2 separate regions of the Sus scrofa genome follow, and region 2 is linked to region 1. The links are chromatin contacts, called in public Hi-C maps. All regions are on one chromosome and are shown on one strand. Each heading gives the region's core, a stretch centred on a gene start, on an enhancer-like site or on the middle of the called end of the contact. The rest is flanking DNA. Distances are from core to core; before and after follow the strand shown. Region 1 overlaps C10H9orf3 (aminopeptidase O). Region 2 overlaps C10H9orf3 (aminopeptidase O).

Region 1 (3,722 bases), core at 760-3,259:
AAAAAAAAAAAGTTCTGAGTTTTGTAATTTAAAATGAAGAAAAACCAGAAACAATATAAAGGGACTCAGTTATACCAGTGGAAAGAGCACTACGACATAAAGCGGAGATAAATGTCACCGAAGAGAGGACAAGATGCAGCGGAAAGAATGCTGCACCTTCAGAAAGACAAGAAACAAAAACCTGTAAGACGGCATAGAAAGACAACAGAGCTGGTGGGTGGGAATGACACGACACAGCAGTACAGGCCAGGAAAAGCCAGGAGAGCATCTGAAAGCACTTTTCTGGGGGGGTACCTCGCACTCCCTCAGTTGACTTTATTTCCTTACTCGTTTTTAACCCACAGCTGAGCCCAGGATAAGTTTGTTTTGCTTCTCCTGAGTTCACTGAAAAACTCAACTAGTATTTGAAGTTACACCTGACTCTGCCTCCCACTTAGTGCCTTCGGGGTTTTAAGAGGGGGTCAATACTGATTCCTGCATTATTCCATTCTTTAACGTTTAATTCTTCACTTAATGCCCGTCTCCAGACCCTGGCCTTGCCCCAATGCTCTGTTTTCTTTCCTCGGGCAGGTCAGAAGACTGCTTTCCACGGGTCGGTAAAAATCAGAGGAAAAATGTCATGAGCCCAGCACAGCTAAATTCAGACTAGTTATCCTCCAAGTTTGCCCATCTGGGCTGAATCCTGTTTGAGGCCTGAAGATGCAAACAGAGACTTGGGGGATGGAAGAAAGGGCAGAGGGATGAGAGACAGGGGCAAAGATGACAAATGACACAAATAAAAGCAATGGCTAGATTGAAAATGTACCACCTACCAGAAACAACTAAAACTCATCTTCTCATTTTGCAGTTCCATAAAATGAATCAAGGCAGAAAATAGCACACTTTTACTTTAATGTTGCAGAAAATCAGTGGATGCATGAAAAAGGAGAAATTGACGACTTGGCTCCTACTTGTGGCATGGCAAACATTAAAAAGAAAAAAAAACATACTTGCTAAAGCCAACAGTAAGTTAACTATCCAGATTCCTTCGAATAACAGTTTCAAACCCCAGCAAAAGGTCAACAAATGACCGAGGTCTGAAGTCTCATTACCACAGAATTCGATCTGCATTTTGGAAGAGACATGCCACTCGGGCAGAGGACACACCTCAGCTACCAGCTGCCTGACAGCTTCTGTGCTTTCAGAACTTGTTCTAATGCCCTTGGCCGCTGATCACACCCCCTTTCTCCCTGCTCTTGAAAACGGGGTCGCATGTTTTGCCTCAGTGAGCGCCAACCCCTCTCCTAGGCATGGCAGACGCCACACGGGTGGGGGGGGGTGGGCTCAGCTGCTGGGCAGAAGCAGGAGGAGAGATTGGAGACACTGATAATTAACACTCTGGGACAATTTTGAAATGCCCCATCTTTTTGCCCTCCCCGCCTCCACGCTAGTGAGCTTTAAGCTTCATCCCCCGATGCTGTTCTCAACCTACTTCGTTTTCATGGCCTCTCTAAAACTACTGCTGCCAGTTTCGGAGGAAATTTAAAAGTGCATCCTCACCGTAAAGCTCTAACACAACAGCCTCTCTCAAGGACAAAAGGCTCAGTGAAGAACTCCAGTTTTCCTAGAAGGCAAAATCCTCAGTCCATACCTACCCTTCTCCGTCTCAGGAGGCCCTGGTCAGGGCGTGGGTGTCACAGACATGCTTACTTCAAGTTCTGGTAGTGATGGTACCTGGTAATCCACAAAGACAAGGACTTCCCCTTCTTTTAGGCATGATACGTGGTATGCTTGGGTCATCTTATTTTTTTGCATTAAAAAAATAACGGCTCAGAAAAAAAAATTTTAAATACTAAACAAGCTGTGATTCTTTTTCCTTTTTCAGATATTTTCTGGTCTCATCTATCACCTCGCAAACATTTTTAAAAACACCTAGACCATGAAAGTTAAACAAATACAACCTACCACAGCACGCTGAGATACGGTCGGGAACACTCGAGCCCGTTCAGAATGACAACTTTTTCTATTACTGTTTAACCGGAGTGACATGTAGGACTCTTTGTTTAAAAAGGGAAAGGCTTTTCACACATTGGATGTCTCCTTACAAATGACGAGCCACCTAGGCCATTACTTTTTCCCATTCTCTCAGAAGCTGCCCTTGGTATCCTTAAACGCACTCTGAAACTGTGGTATCACCTTCGTTAGGATGTGCTTTGTGCACATTCTCAGACGCTGCAATGCCCATACTAAGGCAACACATCCCAGAAGTTGGCAGCAATGCTATCAGCAAGAATTTGGCTTCAGAATCAGAAGTGATTCATCATACGTTCTAGCAGCAGAAAAACAACACACCGCTATTTTAATCCCTTGGTGCTTTCAAGAGGCGAAAAACAGTAAAATGATTAAATCACGAGCCACAAAAATCAGACCTGCTGTAACATTTGTAAAAACGTTATTCATTTTTAAGAGTTTCCAACGGATCACTCAGGAAACAACAGACTACTTACCTTATTTCCTAATATTTATGACAATGACAAATCAAGTTTTAACTTAATACCATTTCAGGAGACAAGGGGTGGTCCAAACTTCTGCAAAGCAGCATACTGAAATTCTAAATTTAGAAAAGCAAATTTCTCATTTGCTTTAGTATATAAAATCCCTCCCAGTGTTTCAAAAGTAATATACTTCTTTGGCCTTCCCTCTCCACTTATGAGATGACTCTAAAAGTCTAAATGAATGAGTGAGGTATTGTGTATATTACAACCCAACAGAGAAACCTGATACTGTGGGCGATTTCTTCAGAACACCCCCTCTCTGAGATATATATATAATTCCACAAATACTACTGGTCTAATATAATAATGAAACTCACTTATACTCTAATGCTCTATTTAATGAGCATGAAAGAAATCTCCATTCCGGATCATTCTCACTTCCTGAGTACATAGTGTGTTGATAATCGCTAGGATTAGCAACCAGTATGTCTATAGAACTATCCACGTAAATCTAAGGCTTACTGTAAATTTAACTAAAATTTGAAAAAAAGGCGGCGGGGGGGGGTGGAATTCTATTGTTGTAACCAAGTGCTCTGGGGCAGGCGGGGAGAGTGATCAAGAACTCCATCCTGTGCTCTTTGGGGAGCCCCTACCTTTGCAAACACTTCTTCGGTCTCCCTTCGTTTCCGTTTTCGGGGTCTCCGGTTCACTCGAACCCATTTCTCGACCTGAAGTTCGAAAACCATAGGGCATTTTAAATGCAGGACGGGTCCTGAGAGCCGCCCCTTAGCGTGAGAAAGAAACGATCGACGGCCTCGCGACGCAGCCGTCCTCCGCTTCACCTGGGGAGGCTGCAGGCACCTTTCGGGGCTCCCGAGGCCGCCTCCGCGCAGAGGGCCCTCGGTCTGCGGGGAGCCCAGGCCGTGACCTTCGCCCCGGCCGCTCCCGCAGTCACGGGCCCGCTTGGCCGCCCCCGCGCCGGTGCGCGCCAGAGCCCCGGAACAAGGGCCATCTTACCCACCAATGTCGCGCGTCGCCGCCAACCGAGGGCTCCGCGACAGGGATGCAATGCGGGACCCACTGCCCCGGGAGGGAGGAGAGCGCCGGGACCACGCCGCCCGCACTCACCTCTGCGCTCACTTGCCGAGCGAGCCCGCACTCCTCCCCGGCCTGGCGCTCCCTCTGCAGCGGCTGCGGGGGAAGGGGACAGAGTCAAGTTTACCCCGGGAGCCGCCCCAGCCTCCCTCC
Region 2 (3,720 bases), core at 162-2,661, 200 kb after region 1:
CTGGGTCACTTTGCTGTACAGCAGAAATTGACAGAACATGGTAAATCAACTATAATAGAAAAAATAAAAATCTTAAAAAAATAGAAATCAGTGATATTCAGATATTTGATAATAATACAAGAGCTTTCAATATATAAAGTAGTGACTGTTTTACTTGAGTTATACAGGAATCATATATTATATATGTGTGTGTGTGTGTGTGTGTGTGTGTGTATAATCATTCATTAGCAATCTAGGTAATCCTAATTCAAGTTTCCTTGCATTGGAGTTCCCATCGTGGCGCAGCAGAAACAAACCCGACTAGGAACCCTGAGGTTGCAGGTTCGATCCCTGGCCTCGCTCAGTGGGTTAACCTATGCATTGCCGGGCACTGTGACATAGGTTGCAGACGTGGCTCAGATTTGGTGTTGCTGTGGCTATGGCATAGGCTGGAAGCTGTATCTCTGATTAGACCCCTAGCCTGGGACCCTCCATATGGCACAGGTGTGGCCGTAAAAAAGCAAAAAAAAAAAAGTTTCCTTGTATTATCCTTGAAACAAACAAATGCTCAAGAGTCTAAACCCTCTAAAGGTCTACTTTATCTTCCAAATTTCTTGAATTGCTTTTTTTTTGTCTCCAGGGTTCTGAAACATTCTGATACTGCTATTTTGTTCAAAGTTCTAATCCTGGCATTGAACACAATGTCTGGCACACATATTTGTTGAATTAAGGAATAAAAATCTGGGAGAAGTAGATATCCACACCCAAAAGGATGAAGTTCTCATACGATAAACAAAAATCAGCTCAAATGGATTTAAGGCCTAAATGAAAGAGCTAAAAGTGTAAAACTCTTAGAAAACATAGGTATAAATCTTCATGACCTTGGATCAGGCAATTCTTACATATGACCCCAAAAGCAAAAGCAACCGAAGGGAAAAAACAGATAAAGTAGACTTCATCAAAAATTAAAAACTCTTGTGCTTTGAAGGCCACTATCAGGAAAGTGAAAAGAAAATGCACAGAAGAGGAAGCATAAACATCTCTCATAGTATCTGCTCCATACTTCCTATAGAAATATTTCCCTGTACCAACTCCAGAACTGCTGCTCCGCATCTTTCTTTTTCCTGCTGTCTCTGATCCTTTCTTTCTCACGTCTCATCTTTTTTCTTTTCTTTTTGTTCCCACTCTGTTTCTCCTTTTTCTTACTTTGTGCCTAAGGCATGTGATTTCAATTTTTATTTTAACAAACAGGATTCTGTTGTTTTGTTTTGTTTTCAATATCACCAGGGAATTTGTTTGAGCGTTAAAGAGCCTGGGTACCACAGAGTCTTTACCACACTGCCAGTTGCTTGCTTCTGTATACTTACCCAAGGCTCTCGAACAGACGTACACAACAAAGTAGGCCTTTGATCCTGAAAACCTAGGGATCCCACTGGGACGAGGATAAATATTTATCTCTATTTGCTTTTTTCTGTTGGGGCCTGGTTTCTGGCTTGCTCAATGTCCTATTTGGCCAAAGACCAGCCAGGTCAGGAAAAGATCACTCGGCAGTTCCAGCCTTGAAAACATGCGGGAAGAACCTCCAAATAGTTCCCATATGAATTTTAAAAGGGTCATCTGAGTACACTATGAGTATAAGGAAATATGTAGGGAGAAAAGACATTATTTGCCCGCAAGCTAAGTTAGAGGAGAAAACCAAATATAGCCTATTCTCTTATGAATTTCTGCTCATACTCATACCTAAGTAAAGACAAGAAACATTCTAGAATGTTCTAGAAGGGCTGAAATAGTTCTCTGATGGCTGCAATGGAGGAAGAAGTAAAGGATTTGAGGTCACGCAGGCTGTGGTTTTCAAATCCCAATGTTGCTACCCATGAGCTAAGCCTCACTTTCCGAAATTAGAAAAACCAAAATAATAATAATAAAAAAACCCCTATTTTACAGAGTTGTGGAAAGGATTTATGGATATTCATGTACGTAAAAAATAGGGCACAGTAGCAATTCAATTTTGGTAGAAATGCTAGATGTGTCCCACTCTCTACTAATGGCTCTGGTTCCAGAGCTTCAGGTTACTGTGTTCCTTGATCCAAAGCTGGAAACCACAGAAAGATGAGCTGTTCTCTGACTCTAAAACAGAGACCTGTGGAAACGGGCATGTACTCATCTCACCCATAAACCAATCTCATTGTTCATGGATAGGCAAGATCTATCAAAACTCAGTTGTTAGCTCTGCGGACATCCTGTGTGTAGCGAAGGGACATCAAGGGAATTTCCTAAGCCACTGCTTCTGCAAAGATAAAGAATGGCTTCTGCAGGCAGGAGCCTGTAGCCCCTAATGCTGCCACCGCCATCTCTATCCATCACCAGTTACTTCCCCCATTTCCACCACTGGTGCCACCACAGCCATGGCCACTTCCACTACTAACATTATCAGCACCATCATCATGACCGATGCTACCTCTTCACCTTCCCCCATCACAACCACCCTACCATCATGATCATCACAGGGCATTTAGCAAGAGGCTGGATGCTAAGCAAAGAGTGGCTAGGAGTTCCTGTTGTAGCTCAGCGGGTTAAGAAGCCAACTAATATCCATGAGGATGAGAGTTTGATTCCTCGCCTTGCTCAGTGGGTTAAGGGTCCGGTGTTGCCGTGAGCTGTGGTATAAGGTCGCAGAAATACTCAGATCCCACGTTGCTGTGGCTGTGGGGTAGGCCATTGGTGCAGCTCCGATTCGACGAACAGCCTGGGAACGTCCATATGCCACGAGTTTGGCCCTAAAAAAAGAAGAAGAAAAAGAGTGGCTAAAAGTAAACCGGCCTAACATGAAGGCTTAAAAGTGGGTCTATTTGGAGAGCTTTTCAATTGCCCGGACAAACTGCCACATCTACCTCTCCTTATGTACAAAACGGGCCCCACCTAAAGCTACTTGCTCCAACAAATGCTGCTGAATTGGAAAGAGATTCCTAGAGAGGCAATCCTAGAGAGTCGTTCTCTTCCCCACCTTTGTGGGATGCAGAGCCAGGGCTGGGAGAAGGTTCCCCAGCTCCCTAAGTGGGTCTCTAACTTGGCTTTGCACCTAGGCTACTCACTGAGTCCCGACAGGCGGAGCAGTGGAATAAGTGAGCAGCTATGGCCTCGCACCAGGAAGGGTGGGTCATATTTCCATCTGCCAGGAAGAGGCTGGCCAGAAGTTTTGTTACAATGAACTTGAAGCTTACTGACAAAACAGCTTTGCTGGTAATCCAGTGGAAGGCTCATGTCTTGGGAGAACAAGGCGGGCATTCACTAATGCCTTGCCTGTCACCATAAGGAAAACTGAAATAATATCCTTTTAAAATATCTTTCACAGGGGTATTGCTGTATTTTCCTTTGAAGACATGAAAAAAATATGTAACAGCCCTTTCTCCATTTTAAAAATAGGTCACAAGTTTTTGCTTTTAAAAAAAGGAGCTATTTTTATTTTTCCTTGTAACTTAACTGAATTTTTAATTATCTTTTTAAAAAGAATTTTTTTTTTTTTAAAGTAAAGGTTATTCCTAGGCTGACACTGAATATGCCAGGTCTGCAGCTAGAAGGCAATTTTTTTTTGGTCTTTTTGCCATTTTCTTGGGCCGCTCATGCGGCATATGGAGGTTCCCAGGCTAGGGGTCGAATCGGAGCTGTAGCCACCGGCCTACACCACAGCCACAGCAACATGGGGATCTGAGCCGCGTATGCAACCTACACCACAGCTCATGG

Evidence for each region. Hi-C and Micro-C count contacts between places; a contact is called where the count stands out from the background.
Region 2: a Hi-C map of liver shows a contact between it and region 1, with 2.6 times the contacts expected there. The contact joins two enhancer-like sites. A contact is called at or near these places in 1 of 5 promoter capture datasets (liver), 8 of 47 Hi-C or Micro-C datasets (embryonic fibroblasts, heart right ventricle, liver and 2 more) and 2 of 2 datasets of contacts at active chromatin or transcription factors (alveolar macrophages and skeletal muscle).

What each region holds. Positions count from the first base shown.
Region 1 is chr10:27,156,967-27,160,688 of Sscrofa11.1, forward strand. It overlaps C10H9orf3 (aminopeptidase O), which reads right to left. Exons shown (of 19, transcript XR_002336299.1): 13 at 3,603-3,665; 14 at 3,128-3,202. Among named protein-coding and RNA genes, the nearest start is that of MIR23B, 79 kb to the left of the region's middle. Within about 2 kb of position 2,010, at least 23 of the 83 cell types and tissues checked have an H3K27ac peak or open chromatin away from gene starts, as enhancers often do. A contact at or near this core is called in liver and skeletal muscle, where this site is marked.
Region 2 is chr10:27,353,065-27,356,784 of Sscrofa11.1, forward strand. All of the region lies in intron 5 of C10H9orf3 (aminopeptidase O), which reads right to left. Among named protein-coding and RNA genes, the nearest start is that of C10H9orf3, 120 kb to the right of the region's middle. Within about 2 kb of position 1,412, at least 16 of the 83 cell types and tissues checked have an H3K27ac peak or open chromatin away from gene starts, as enhancers often do. A contact at or near this core is called in liver and skeletal muscle, where this site is marked.